2 separate regions of the Hordeum vulgare genome follow, and region 2 is linked to region 1. A link is a contact called in public Hi-C data. All regions are on one chromosome and are shown on one strand. Each heading gives the region's core, a stretch centred on a gene start, on an enhancer-like site or on the middle of the called end of the contact. The rest is flanking DNA. Distances are from core to core; before and after follow the strand shown.

Region 1 (2,700 bases), core at 25-2,524:
ACAGAGATCGGCAAAGAGTGCTCATATGCAGTCCACGATCGATCCAAAAGTTCAAATATTTGATACAAAATCCCATAGTAGGTGGCACTTGAAAATGATAAATATATTCAGCCAAAGCAGCAGAGTTTTCCGGAAACCTAGTTTATGCGACTCAACACTTCACACGGCAAAGCAAGCAAATCGATTAGGCACACAGACACCACGAATGCATGGATCGGCTTTCTAACACAAGTAGGACTAATTTAGGTAAGCAAGGTGAACCTAAACAGGATTGTTGCCATCTTGCCATACACATACAACACATGGATTTGTAAGATGCAATAGTTGGAATTTGACCAAATTTAACTACCATACATAGTCTACAGCAAAGCAAAAAGGATCGAAAAGGAGTGTTCATATCACAGTCCACGATTGATTCAAAAGTTTGAATGTTTTGATACAAATTCTCATAGTAGGTGGAACTTGCAAACGATAATATATTCAGCCGAAGCAGCAGAGTTTTCCAGAAACCTACCTTCTATAACTAGTGCATACAAAAATTTCTTCGACCACTCAAACAAGCAAATTGATTAGGCAATATACACCAGGAATGCATTGATCAGCTTGGACTGATTTAGGCAAGCAAGGTGACTGATTTAGGCAAGCAAGGTGACTGATTTAGGCAAGCAAGGTGAAGATAAACAAGGGTGTCGCCTTACACAAACCACACATGGATGAGCAACAGATGATAGCTGGAAATTTAACCAATCGCACCACCACAGATCAGTACGCCTGAATTTAACCACCAACCACCAAACAGTGCTCTGCTCTTCCCCCCACCACCAGCGAGGCCAAAGCAAACCAGTACTAATATACAGTATAATACACTCCCGAACTTGTACTATTTTCCCAGCACTGCTCTTTTCCCCGCTAGTATTTCGGTACAGAGGTTGTACTCATAAACTAACAGGAGCTACAGATCCAATAATCAAAGTTCTCCCAAGCTAAAAGCGTAAGGCAATCGCTCCCTCTCTCTCTCTCTCCTGAAGACGGCCAGAACGACGACCGGAGATTATCTTACCTTGTGGAGCGGCTCCTCGCTTGCTCCGTCCATGCAGCGTAACAATTCATCACCCCCGGCCTCTCTGTGCCGCCCGCCCGTCGGTCCTCGTCCCGCTGCGCGCGTTGGGGGGTCCGGATTCGGCCTACCCAAGGGAGGGGGAGGGGAGGCCGGGGGTGGGTGTGGGATCGGGAGGGTGTTCTTCTTCTCCCCTCTCCTCTCCTCTTTTTTATTCTCCGCTGTTTATTATTTTAAGAAAATCCGTGGTGGATAAAGAGGAGCAGGGCGGTGACGTGGATCGCGGTGTCCGTCCTTTCGTGTCGCAGAGCGTCCCCGATGCGGATGATTGACTTTGTCGCCGGTGCAGGCTTTGGGCCTTTCTCTCGTGTGTGTGTGTGGCTCGCCGCTGCGGACTTGGGCTTTTGTATGCCACTGATGCATTCCTGGGGAAAATCATTTTCTTTCCTGATAATTTAGTTTTAGAAATCCTGATAATTAAATACTCCCTCTGCACTGAAATACTTGTAGTTTTAGGAGGCTTACCGAAAAACTACGAATATTTCGGTACAGAGGGAGTATTTGATTATCAGGATTTCTAAAATTAAATTATGAGGAAAGAAAATGATATCTAGCCTACTAAAACTACAAATATTATGGCACGAAGGGGGTATTATCCTTCAGATTACAGCAATTCTTCTCCTGTTATCAAAAGAGAAAAAGAAAAACAGCAGTTTTCCCTCTGGTGACATTTGAGGACAGGTCATCCTGAAGCTAAGCTAGCAACGAGGCATGATAGAAATAACGAACTACACAACACTTACTGATAGAATGTGGCTGGAACTTACAGGATGAGGTTTACACCTGGATCTCGTCAAAATAAAGAGGTTTTACACCTGGACTCTACAGAGTTACAGATTACAAGGTAGTATATCTGAGAGGGAGCATTCTATCCCCCGATCAACAGGTCAGTCTTGAAAGACAATTTTGAGGAGTATATCCTAAGAAATGTGCAAGCTTATGCTCGGCATGTAGGGTGTGTCAATTCAAGTATTCAACTGCACCTCAGCATGTTCAAGAACTTCAGAGTTGGAAACGACGGTGTTCCAAATATCATTTACGGGTGAATCATCACATCAAACGGCCAGCATACTGTGCTCTAGGGCATTTTTGTTGCAGCTGGGGCCACTGCACGAAGAACTGGTCAGCCATCCGTAGCTTGTACAGGAGTAAACCACTTAATGAAAGTTTCTTCACTCTTGCGATGCTTTCAATGTAGAAAATGGAGGACCATCCCAGACCAAGCACCTGCAGGAATAGAGCAATTAAGTACTCGGTAGGAAATTTAAGCATTGCATTGATTTGATATTTGGACAAAAAACAGTGCTATGATTGGGTTTATGGCAAACACAGATTTATAACAATATTGACATTCCACTATCCTAGTTTTCGTTTTATATAATAATAAATAAAAAGGCAGTACTAAGTTACCTTCAGAAGAAAAGCTGAAGCACATAGAGGGATACATGTCCCGGGACCATTGCAAAATATCTACAAGGGTGTTACAAGCAATTAGTATAATTGCACGCGTATAGCATAATGGGTGCTAATAAGTTTGAAGAGTGCACACCACTTGTGGCCTGATTCTTATAATTAGCCACATA
Region 2 (2,711 bases), core at 157-2,656, 310 kb after region 1:
AGAATTATTCCAATCTAAACTAACGACGGACGGACGGACGGAGCTAATAGTGTATAGTGGTTCGATCGATGACTTGATCCTCGTCCTGCTGTCCTTCACCCGCAACGCCTTCAATGCCCTTCACCAACTCTCATAACTCCCCACGTACCCTATCGACTGAGCTGAGCTCATCACCGGCCCACCGCCCTGCTTGTGTTTCTCTCTTCGCCCGGGCCGGTTTGGCATGGGACGCGCAAGCGACGGCAAGAAAGGCGGCATCACGCGCATGCTGCATGTTAATGGAGGAGCGGCATTACCTTCTCGGAGATGGCGTCCTGGACGACGAGGATGTCGCTGGTGATGGCGTTGATGACCTCGCCGGTGGACGCCTCGGTGTCGAAGACGGCGATGTCCTGGTCCAGCATCGACCGCAGGTACGCCAGCCGCATCTTCGCCGCCTGCCGCTCCCCCGTGTGCATCCAGCACGCCACCTCTGCAGCAGCCAGCAAGCAAGCGCATGGAGCCATGCGTAGTACGTGTGATGATCGAGACTGAGAGCACGTACTAGTAAAATTTTGTGTATTTGTCTCCTTTGCACAGATGTGCATCTGGACAAGGCCAGCTAGGCTGGGAAGGCGCACTCACCGGTCCACGACGAGAAGAGTATGACCACGCCCAGGTACACGAAGTCCAGCGAATACTGCGAAGCCACGGCCGAAACAGAAACAATGGTTGGTTAACCTACTACCGGGCCACCGGCCACCGGCGCACCGTCGTCGTCGTCGTCGCTGGCCGGATGATTGAAGGAGCCCATCAATGCAAGTCTGTGTAACGGAGCTAGCACGTACCTTGGCGACCTGGCCGGAGACCATGGCGGGGAAGAGGGAGGCGATGCCGATGATGTTGATGAGCTTGCCGAAGAAGATGAAGAAGACGGGCACGGAGGCGCCGTGCGCGCAGGCCCCCACCGAGCCCACCGCCATCAGCACGTAGTCCCACCGGTCGGCGAACGAGAAGAGCTTCAGGAACGGCACCTTCTCCACCTTCTCCTCCGCCCCCGCCTTCTTCTTCTTGTCCTTATCGCCGCTGCCGCCCGCCTCGCTCTGGCTCTGGTTGCGCTCCTGGTCGGCGCCGTGCACCGACGAGCTCATCTTGTCCTCCCTCCACGGATGAGATGGATCAACCGAGCCGCGCTGCCGGCCGGCCGGAGTTACTCGGGCACAGTGCTCGTTCGTTGAGATTGAGAGTGAGAGTGAAGAAGGATCTGCGCGTGTGTGCGTGGGAAGGTAGGGCTTTAAAGACTGGCTTGGACGCCCGTTGGAGTGGTTGTAACTTGCCTCCATGTTAGCTGTGGGCGCGCCGTGCCCCTGCGTAGGTAGCCGTAGGCCACCGCCGAAGAGGCGATCGGCGTGGTAGAGCAGTGCACAGCAGCTAAGCAGGGTCCGAAGGGGTTCGGCAGTTAAATTCGATCGCTCCTAGGCCCACCGCGTCAGGCCCAAGCTGCTAGTAAGGGCAAGCTGGTGCAGAGGTGGAGGGGATTTGTCTGAGAGCTGCCGTTGGATTTGGCTACAAAGTTACCCTCATGTCAGAGCTTCAGAACTACTCTCTTCACTGCAGTTTGGTGGGCTGACCAAGATTAATCAATGAGATTTCTTATTGCAGTACATCGTACTGCTGAAAATAGCTTTTTAGTTGATCCAACGGTCAGTATAGATCAGCAAATTTTTGCACTAGGATATATTGTAATTTCCTGTCAGGGATAGATTTGCTTTTCGTCAATTTTAATGATAATGATTGACAGTACAGGCCCCTATAGACATAGTATCCTCTTTACCCACTTCCTTAGAGTAGCCGCGGCCCCTAACATATACCCCCTAAGACGTGTTTTTTTTCCATCGGCGTCGACCCCCCTCCCCCCTCGTCGCGCCCTTACGACGCCCATTTCCGCCGGTTCGGCCAATTTTTTGCCTGCCGATCCCAGGCCGAAGGGGGCTTGGGCACTCCGGCGGAAGGGAAAACGGCACGTGGGCCATCACTGTCAGGCGAAAAACATTTTTTCCACCTTCAGACCCCCCCCCCCCGCGCGCACTACACCTTTCGCTGCCATGCCGATCAAAGCGCCGTCCACCTGCCTACCGCCGCTAGAAAGACCATCTCCCCACCGAGAAAGACAGGGTTCGCTGCGGCATCGACCCCCTGCTTTTGGGCGAGCTTTTCCGGCGCTCCGGCCACACAAGCGGGGATACATGCGGTTGCGCTCCTACCACGCCCACTAGGTGTTCGACGGTTTGTGTCGATGATGGACTCCGACGACGAGGAGGCGTTCACGACGCTGCTGGAGAAGGAAGCCGATGCCGACGCCCAGGACAAAGATGGTTCTCGCCGCTCTGGCCGACCTGTTCGCTAGCAACGCAAAGCCGCGACGAGGTGGCTCGGCGCCAGGCTGGCTGAAGGCAAAGCGGAGGCATCGTCTGGAAGGCTATTGCTTGCTCTATGCCGACTACTTCGCCAACGCTCCACTCTACGACGAGAAAGTATTTCGACACCATTATGGGATGAGTTGAAAGCTCTTCCTCAGGATTGTGAATTCCATCACGGAGTTCGACACTACTTCAAGTGCAAGAAGGATTGCACCGGCACACTTAGATTCACCTCACTCCAGAAGTGCACGACAGCTATGAGGATAGCTCCCGGTGATATACTAGAAGACTATGGACGCATGGCCGAGTCCA

Evidence for each region. A called contact is a pair of places that touch in the nucleus more often than the background predicts.
Region 2: a Hi-C map of leaf shows a contact between it and region 1, with 2.5 times the contacts expected there. The contact joins the promoter of LOC123403786 here to the promoter of LOC123401145 in region 1. A contact is called at or near these places in 3 of 6 Hi-C or Micro-C datasets (leaf and seedling).

Annotation. Positions count from the first base shown.
Region 1 is chr6H:452,275,840-452,278,539 of MorexV3_pseudomolecules_assembly, forward strand. It overlaps LOC123401145 (chaperone protein DnaJ-like), which reads right to left and starts at 1,275. Exons shown (of 6, transcript XM_045094876.1): 1 at 1,061-1,275. The coding sequence starts at 1,093. It overlaps LOC123401144 (UDP-N-acetylglucosamine transferase subunit ALG14 homolog), which reads right to left. Exons shown (of 5, transcript XM_045094875.1): 3 at 2,667-2,700; 4 at 2,528-2,587; 5 at 1,835-2,344. The coding sequence ends at 2,168.
Region 2 is chr6H:452,583,796-452,586,506 of MorexV3_pseudomolecules_assembly, forward strand. It overlaps LOC123403786 (ABC transporter B family member 10-like), which reads right to left and starts at 1,407. Exons shown (of 9, transcript XM_045097700.1): 1 at 828-1,407; 2 at 625-679; 3 at 297-472. The coding sequence starts at 1,322.